Regions from separate parts of the Mus musculus genome. Here region 2 is linked to region 1. A link is a contact called in public promoter capture Hi-C data. All regions are on one chromosome and are shown on one strand. Each heading gives the region's core, a stretch centred on a gene start, on an enhancer-like site or on the middle of the called end of the contact. The rest is flanking DNA. Distances are from core to core; before and after follow the strand shown. Region 1 has its middle 81 kb from the start of Cxcl13. Region 2 holds the start of Mrpl1 (mitochondrial ribosomal protein L1).

Region 1 (4,853 bases), core at 832-3,331:
TGTACTCACTCTACATACAGAAAACCTCCTCTCAGATACTCCTGCCCTGACACCAAACGCTATGTAAAACAAAATGCTTCCTGTGCATTTATAGTTAGTTTTAGAACTCCTTTTCAAATTCCAAGTCACAGCATATGGGCTTAGCTGCCATCTATGAGGACCCTCCCATTTTCTCCATTGTTCTTTAATTGAAATCCTACTGGGATGACTAGAAATGGCTCTTTGTCTGCTAGGATTGAATGTTTAGAACACCTGCTGTCTAAATAAACACCAAAGAACCTCTTCCAAGTAGATGGTGTGGTCCAGCCACAGACATACTCAGCTGTCTGTAGGAACAAATGCTGGGTCATGTGGTCACTCGGTGACGTTTGCCACATCCTGAAAACAAATGCCAAAGAGAGGAATAAGAAATCCTTTCAGCATATGTGTCAAAGACTGGAGAGAGCCTTGAATCATGGGTATTAAAAGTAACCACAAGATTTTTATCCATTTTTCAGAATTATGCAACCGCTATACAACATTTTCAGAACTATAGTATCGCAGCTGTTATTCTCTGGGGAATCAAGTCTTCACAGACCACCAGAGTCCTGTGTCTTTTGTGTCTTTTCTTTCCCTTAGAAAACTCTTGACCAACAGAGATGAGGGTAGGATCATCAGCTCTGTTCTGTTCCTCAACTCTCCTCTTTGTGACCCTGAGAGGTACCAAGAGGAGGGTCTGGGAAAAAAAGGGGGGAGAGGGAAAGATAAGAATTGGGAACAAAACACCCATGGAAGGAGTTACAGAGACAAAGTTTGGAGCGGAAATGAAAGGATGGACCATCTAGAGACTGCCATACCCGGGGATCCATCCCATAATCAGCCTCTAAACGCTGACACCATTGCATACACTAGCAAGATTTTGCTGAAAGGACGCTGATACAGCTGTCTCTTGTGAGGCTATGCTGGTGCCTGGCAAACACAGACGTGGATGCTCACAGTCAGCTATTGGGTGGATCACAGGGCCCCCATTGGAGGAGCTAGAGAAAGAACCCAAGGAGCTAAAGGGGTCTGCAACCCTATAGGTGGAACAACAATATGAACTAACCAGTAGCGCCCCCCCCCCAGAGCTCGTGTTTCTAGCTGCATATGTATCATAAGATGGCCTAGTCGGCCATCACTGGAAAGAGAGGTCCCTTGGTCTTGCAAACTTTATATGCCTCAGTACAGGGGAACGAACGCCAGGGCCAAGAAGTGGGAGTGTGTGTGTGTGTGGGGGGGGGAGTATGAGGGGACTTTTGGGATAGCATTGGAAATGTAAATGAAGAAAATACCTAATAAAAAAAAACTTTAAAAAAAAACACATCCTCAAAAAAAAAAAAAAAAAGAACGGAGATATATACACACACACACACACACACACATACAAGCATGCACACACACACCACACACACAAGCATTCACACACACCACACACACACAGAGAGACACACATTAACCAAATCCAACTAGATCCATGGTTTTAAATACATGTGTAGAAAGATAGGCTGTTCCTTTCCTGAAGGGCATTAATACATCTCTGGGTTGATAATACGTTCCAAAACTATAGGATTATATGAAGTCTTGTAAAACATTTCATTGGGCTTTAATACTGGTTGGTTTTTAATTCATTGATATTTAAATTGATTCTTGTGTTTTCCTGTTGTGAGTGAAAATAATGTGCTCTATGTTTGCATTCTGATATTAAAATTGACCTTGCTAGCATGGATACACATGCAAACTTTAGTTTCTAATCTGCTTTCTCCACGACCGTCCTGTGAGCCAGGGCTTAAACTCCTGACAGATGGTGTGGCGTTGAATGCTGCTGCTAACTGAGCATGCCAGGAATTTAGAGTTGCCTAAACAGGGTAATACATGGCCTGTGGGAAGACAGCTGAGTTGGAACAGAATTAGAGGTGAGGAGGTTAGACACATTTCCCTAAAACAGACTGCATTCCAGAGTCTCAGTAAAAGCCATTTAGAAAAAGCATTTAGACGGCAGGAAGGGTCTACTGAAGAGTGCAGTCGCATGGATGGATGATGGAACTAGGGTTCAACAGAGCCTGCCAAACATGGAAAGGGGAAGTGAAAGAGACAGACGTACCTCTGAAAGTGGAGAATGCCGGCCCCAGAGAGACTATACCTCTCTGCTTCCCAGAAACGTGGTTTGCTGTCTCATGCTTTGAGCATTGTGTGGCTATGAATTGGAGAGCTCTTAACACGGATAGTTCACACTGTATAAGGATTCAGTTGAAAAAGGCGAACTTCCTGAAATGACAACGCCTTCTAGCCATCCTGATCCAAAAGCCTTGTTTGTCTATGGTTAGTATAGCCCTGTAGCCCCCTCTTGCCTATTACTTTCTCAGTGCTAGCAGTCAAAGCCAGAGCCTCATGAATTCTAGGCAAGCCCTCTGTGCCGGAGCTCTGTCCCCAGCCTTCAGATTCCAGGAAGGAAACCGCTGGTGTCTGTCATAGTTCAATTTCTTCATGTGCCTCAAGGGCAGAGCCCTGTGGGAAGAGCTCCTCTGGAAGGTTGAAACGCTAGAACGACAGCCTGAGCTCAGGTAGTCTACTGTACAAGGAGATGGACAGGAATCGGACAAATGAACCTATGATTGTAATTCAAGATAACCAAGAAAACTGTCCTAAAGAAGCTGTCAAGAAGATTGAAAAGCAAGACAGGGATCAGTGAAGAAGACGGGTTTTTACAAACGATTTAGGAAAAGTTTGTGAAGGGTGTCTGAGGTCATTACTGATAAAAGAAATCACGTAAACACATGAACCAAGGTCTACCTGTCCCCTCCTGGTGCATACACACCACATAAAATGTGCTGAGGTCTCCTGAATAAATAAATCTACCCTCATGTTCAATTTCTGGCTTAAATTTGTGTCGAATAAATATGTTTTGAATATTTGAAAACTTACACAAGCTTACAGAATACAAAAAAAAAAAGAGGCCATGGGCTTTTGACAACTGGGTAGATTTTAATTTGGAGCAGACAAGAGGGTTCATCAAGTAAAGATGCCTGCTGCCAAGCCTGATGACCCGGGCTAATCCCTGGGAACCATATACGTAGTGGAAGGAGAGCTGATTTCAATACCAACTCCTTCCCTCCACCCAAATGCACGATAAATGAAAACACAAAAAGGATTTAGGTTAGAAATTCTACCCGCTTCCTTGTTATATGACCATAAATGACCTATCCAGCCTCTCTCTCTGAGTACATATCTATAAAAGTGAGGCATTTAAGAGTGTGCTCTCGAGAAACTCTAAGGGTTAAATCAGAAGACATTGAGCCCACCCGCATGCTAGATTCTCTGCGCTTCTGTCCTTACCCTTGCCCTTACAAGCCCTGTGAGTGCTCATTGCTTTCTAGGCAACAGCAGAGGGCAACATCACCCCGTTCTTCTACCCAAGGTTTCCTGGAAACAAGTCATGTCCTTACAGATAGGAGTTTTAGAAATACGTGAGCAAGGAAGGGGATAGGAACTCAGTGTTATGGAAGGTAAAGAGGACAGTAAGGGGCAAACCGTGGGATCAACTGGGAGCAGCTGTGTCTTGCTCTGGGCAGCAGCTGTGTGTGAATCTCCCATTGTAGCAGTCTTTCTTTGCCAGCTCTGTCAGGGAGGCTTTTGGTGTTAATAGAACATAGAACCTCACTGAGAATCTGAATGGAAGTCCCTGGCCTGGGAGGCCAGCTCTGAAGTCTGCTCGCCTTTGCCTTGTGGAGCCTCACCTTGCCTGAGACAACTCTAGCATCGTCCTATAGCCCTCGAGTGGCCATTAATAGCATCCTTTTTTACTTTCAGAATCTTTTGAGTCCCAGGATATATTTTACTCAGCATGCTTGGGTGGATGGATACCCTCTCGGGGACCATGCTATGCTTCTCCAGCCTGAACCCAGGGCTCCCGTCAGCCACTGGCCCTTTCTTTGCTTCCTGAGATCTGGTCCCTGCTGACTTCTTCAAAGGAATGTAGTATAGGGACCAGCAGGGGTAACCTGGTCTAAGGCACCTGGTGCCCCTCTTCTGCAAGCAGGGTGGAGCTAATAAGAATCTCCAAGTTGCCAGCCTGCTAGCAGCCAGGTCTTCTAGTTATTAGAGAATGACTATTCTGAAGGATCCAAGATGAAGGAGAGACACATAAAGTTCCTTAGGAGTGCTTCTAGTGGCGAAGACACACACACACACACACACGCACACACACACACACACACACACACCACACTGAGGTTTTCTGACATTATGTGTCTGATAAATGAATGAAAGTTAAACAAAAGGTTGAGAGGGAAAAAACTAGCCTAGCAGAAGTCCTTGGGTCTTAATAAGACCACATGTGAGCTTAGTCATCAGAAAGTGAGTTCAAATCCCAGATCTACTTACCCTCCTTCATCCCCAGTTTCAGGCTCTATAGATTAGAAAAAGTAACCAATTTCACACACCCTTCCCAGTTACAGTGCTCCCAAGAACTCTGGTGCATAGCCATTCACAGTTGCTGAGCTCAGTGACCATTTTTAAGGTCTCTAAGATCTTGCTGTCATCTAAGCTTATGTTGACTGGTTCTCAGCAGGTAGAAGACTTGAAACCCAAAATAAAATTATCCACCCGAGATTACATGAACATGTTCAAGGGGGACTAGAAAAATGGCTCAATGGTTAAGAGCATTGGTTGTTCTTTCAGAGGACCTGGGTTCAGTTCCCAGCATCCATAGGATGGCTCACTCCAGTGAACCCAGTGGGATCCCATGCTCTCTTTGGCCTTCATGGGCATTATACATACATGGTGCACATATATACTTGTAGTGATTGTACACATACAATTAAAAATAAAATCCTTAA
Region 2 (4,853 bases), core at 1,458-3,957, 170 kb before region 1:
AAATTTGCCCTACCAGATCAAGACTTGTTATGAGAAGGGGCAGGAAGGAGAAAAGGTAGCATACAGAATAAAAAGAGCCAGCCAATTATAACTGTGTATGCATGGAAATGTCTCAATGAAACCCATTTCTTTACATGCTAAATGAAACGGCACTTAAGCCAGTTGTAGCAGGGAATGCCTTTAGCCCCAGCACTCAGGAGGCAGAGGCAGACAGATCTCTGTGAGTTCAAGGTCAGCCTGATATACAGAGTAAGTTCCAGGACATCTAGGGCTGTTATGGGGAGAAACTCTGTCTGGAAACAAAAATTTAAAAATCCATTTTTTAAAAAATGCATTTTTATGATAGTTCTTTATGTTGGTAGTGGTACAAATACAGAAAGACAGATTAGTAAAACAAAAAAAAAAAAAAGCTTGACAATAAAATCATCCAAATTTCCCACAACAAACGAAGAAAAAAACCCACTCATAGGTGAATGCTAATATTTAAAAGCCTTCCAGGATAAAGAAAAATGTCCTAATAACCTTTAGGGGAGGAACAGTTTCACAAACAAGGCCCAAAGGCACTAAACAAAAAGTAGTTTACTAAATGTTAAAAACTTCTGCTTAGATGGCCTAGTCGGCCATCATTGGGAAGAGAGGCCCCTTGATCTTGCAAACTTTATATGCCCCAGTACAGGGGAATGCCAGGGCCAAGAAGTGGGAGTAGGTGGGTAGGAGAGCAGGGCAGGTGAGGGGGGGTAATAGGGAACTTTCGGGATAGCATTTGAAATGCAAATAAAGAAAATATCTAATAAAAAAAAATAAAGTGACAAAAAAATCCAAAAAACAAACCTTCTGCTTATCAAATATACTTTTTAAAAATTAAGAATTGAGGCTGAGGAGACTATCAGCAAAGTGCTTGCCATGCAAGCATGAGGGCCTGCATTCACCCCACCACACATGTAAAAAACACTGAGCACAGTGACTCTTCCTCCAAATTCCAAAACCAGAAGGCTGATCGCTGTGACTCACTTGGCCAACCAGACGAGGCTAATCAACACACTCCAGGTCCTAGTGACAGACCCTGCTTCAAAAACAATGGGATGGAAAAGTTATGAGAAATATCACACTACATGCATCCACACACATGTACACACATACCTTCCCGCATGCACATACAGTGAAAAGATGAATCTAAAATGGGTAGAGTATATTTGCAACATGTTCACTGGACAAACGAGTTGTATCTTGAGTGTGAAAGAGCAACACAATTGAAAAGTAAACAAGAAGGATAAAAAGACTTCAAACTAGAAAGGAAATGCCAATAGTGTGAAAGCTGTCCACTGAGTAGTATTACCTTATTAGTAAGCAAGGATACATCAATTTAAAACACATTATAGAATTCCATATTAGCACTACTTAAAGAGTGCTCAGTAGACCTATTATAATCTGCAACCACAAAAAGGTTACACTAGCATGTGAAACAAAGCACTAAATTATACTGTTCAATGCAACAGGCAATACTTTTAATAATGGGCATGCTGGAGATGCCTGTCCCAACACATGGGAGCCTAACCCTGTCTCAAATTGTTTTTGTTTTTTAGCAAAACTTAATCAAGAAAGCAGTGTCTACTTTTATTGTGGAGATGCAGTTTGTAAACTGGATGGTCTAAGTACCATTGTTTTACAAGCACTGGAATAAGGAAGGTTATGAAGCTTATGTTCCTGGCCAGTGGGGAGACAAGACACAATAAATAGAGGAAGGAGAAGGGCTGCAAGGTCAAAGAAGAGGGGGAGTTGATTGCATTTTAAAAGTAAAGATCAATTTCATATGAGAGGTGACGGAGCTCTTACTGTGCAAGCATGAGGGGTGAAATTCAGATTCCTGGCAGCCACATAAAAGCTGGGTAAACACAGTGCAACACCTCCCACCTCCAGGGGCTTCACTGGAGACAGTGGGATCCGCAAGCTCCAGGTCCAGTGACAAACTCTGCCTCTGGAAACAGCCTGGATACTGGCTGGCAGAAGAGAGCCTCCATGGGCACACATACATATGCACTCACACACATGTGAACATGTATACATAGACCAAGTACACATACACATGAAAAAGATCTTATAGTGTATATGGCACTGTGAATTCCTATTAGCCATGTCTAACGTGCTCAGACATGGCTATACAAAACACTACAGAATTAGTCTCCAAATGATAAACACGATAGCCTCTGTAAATTTACTAACTGGAATCGCCTTTATTCATAAACACGCCAAGGTTCAGATATTTACAGATGTAAATCACTTCATATACCACCTTTCCCTTCAGGGCTCGCTTATCAAACTGAACACGCCCGCTATCCCACACACACAACAGAATCTTGCCTTGTACTCCTCACCCCTGACTATAAGTACTGCCAATGTATTTCCGCTCCCATTTCATCCTCAAAATGACCTGCTCCAAGAGAGAACCCTTGCGTTAAGTGTCGCTTTTAAGCACTGATGACCCTCTGGGCTGTGGAGCCCAGAAGATCACGGAAGCATTTCGAGGACCGAGAAGCTGACCGGTGCCTACGAGATTCTGCCATGGATTCCGCTGCAACAGGAAACTTGGCTCTAGATTTACTTTCCACGCAAGAACACTGCTCCTCTTACCTCTACGGAGGCACCTTACGGCCGCCGCCATGTTGACTGTTCCGGATTGTGCTGACGAAGTGGGTCCCGGGTTTCAACTGCACGGAAATGCGAAAAAGGGTTCCGCGCGGAAGCTGGCAAAGGGGGAAGGAGTTGGTAGGAGCAGAAGAGCAGGGCGGGGACGACCTGGCTTCAGTGCCCTCGTGGCGAGGTTCCTGTCGGTTCCCTGTCTGAGACTGCCTTTCGTGGCTCGGGTTCAAAGGTTTATCAACCTTCGGGGCGGGGGTGGGGAATGGCTTTGTTGAAAACTCTGTAATTAATTATTCATTCCTTCTTATTTTTAATTTTGGACCCTGCAGATGTACTCCGAACGGTCATTTAAATAGAGGGAACCTGGTTCTCTGACTAAAGTCTTGAGAAAGCTGAAGTGTCCCCAGCTTCCTTCGCTATACTCTTGGCCTTCTTAAGATTCGGTTTTTCTTTAAATGAATATTGCTAGGCGACCGTGCGCGGAGCTAGCGTGTGCGCGCCTCTGAGTTCAATCTTCTTCATAGCAAAGAGAAAACAGAATCCATCAAACTTCGCCTCCACCCAAGGCGGGCCAGGAGGTCCCACTCTCTCACCCCCTTCCACCCCCCTTTGAGCAAACCTTAATCTTTCATCCGTCTGCTTTTTGGTTTCCGGCTGCTGGCAAGCTGTGCTGATCAGACCTAAGGAGCAGTACACTGCTTGGAGTTTTCGAAACACGTCTAGGGTTTTGTTTTGGTTTTTGGAGTTTGTCTGTTTTTGTTTTTGTTCTACGTAGCCAATTAGAGACCAGTGCACAGGTTATTCTGACCCCTTCCTACCCCCTACCCCCCCCCCCCCCAAAAAAAAAACATCCGTTATGTCTCAGCTGCCCGTGTGGTTTCTCTAAACCAAGTCTGGTCAGGAATTAATTCATAAGAATAAACTCCTCCAGTAATTGGCCATTTCCAAAGGCTCACTTACGGGCCTCTGCCTACCTCCTCAACCAACAACCTTCCTAACACACATGCGAGTGTACACATAACACACACACACAAAGAGAGGGAGGGAGGGAGGGATGAAGGGAGGGCAGAAGACACATTTCTCACCTCTGTGACATTTTTCCTCTCTGGCTTTTGTTTGAATTATTATGCAACACATTAACAGTATTTTTTCCCCTTAAGATTTAAATTCAGACTCTGCTCATTGTTGGCAGTCTCCTTTCATACTTCCAGGACTGAATTATGGCCACTTCTTCCTGGTTTTATGTAATAAACAGAATTAGTAATTTTTTTATTTATTTGAAACAATTCTGAGACCTATTATTCTATATAATACAATTTACCAACCTAAGTGTACAATTTAGTGGGGGGTTGAGCACACAGAGCTGTGCAGCTGTCACAATGTATCTCCCCATCTCTTTGAGCTCTTTGTGGGCAGCAATCATGTCGTTCATTTTTGTAACCTCAGCACATACTACACACAGCGTCAGACCGGAAGGAAGGTCTGCAGTAAACGTTGAAAAAAAAAAAAAAATGAATCCATGCTTATATGAATTAGTGACTTGATAAGAATTTCAAGCCTGCAAAACTTGGCTTCCTGAAGCTACTCACAGAAGATGGACCTCATCAAAGCTGGAATTTTCCAGAAGCTTTATTTTTATATTTATACCTAGTAGCCATCTAAATGAATAAGATTGTTACTTATAGACTGTTCTTGTTAACATGTAAGCAGTTACTTCAAAAGCTCTGCGACTGTTTAAAAAAAAGTAAAGAAAACCTTAGAACTTGACTCTACTTTGATAACTTTGTTTCTGCTTGTCCTCTTTTCCTTCTATGCTCTTTTCACACATACCTGAGCAACTACTAAGTACCAAACCTTGTGCTTAGATGCATAGATAAGAGGGAGCTGGAAAACTGGCAGTCACCTCATGATACTTAAAGTTAACTCCGTCTAAGAATATACACAAATTCTCCTGTTGCTGGCTCTTAGATTCATCTCCACAGCTGGAGTCAGTTGGTCCTCACCTGAAAATGCCTACCATGAGAACACAACCATCCAGTCAGAACTCACAAAATGTAATAAGCTTACAACAGTATTATTATTAAAACAATGTCCTGTATAAGTTCAATGTACCTTATTGCCTGCTTTGGTCACCAGAATCTGATGGCATTCAACCAGTAAGATCCAGAGTTCAGATATTTGCAGATAGATAGATGATATTCATTAGCTTAAGACTT

The links. Promoter capture Hi-C pulls out the DNA fragments that hold promoters and counts their contacts.
Region 2: a contact with region 1 is called in a promoter capture Hi-C map of pre-B cells. The contact joins the promoter of Mrpl1 here to the enhancer-like site in region 1. A contact is called at or near these places in 4 of 39 promoter capture datasets (the C10 cell line, liver and pre-B cells) and 1 of 484 Hi-C or Micro-C datasets (myocytes).

What each region holds. Positions count from the first base shown.
Region 1 is chr5:96,035,044-96,039,896 of GRCm38.p6, reverse strand. No RefSeq gene overlaps it. Among named protein-coding and RNA genes, the nearest start is that of Cxcl13, 81 kb to the right of the region's middle. Within about 2 kb of position 2,081, at least 36 of the 459 cell types and tissues checked have an H3K27ac peak or open chromatin away from gene starts, as enhancers often do. A contact at or near this core is called in myocytes and pre-B cells, where this site is marked.
Region 2 is chr5:96,207,969-96,212,821 of GRCm38.p6, reverse strand. It overlaps Mrpl1 (mitochondrial ribosomal protein L1), which reads right to left and starts at 2,707. Exons shown (of 9, transcript NM_053158.3): 1 at 2,629-2,707. The coding sequence starts at 2,659.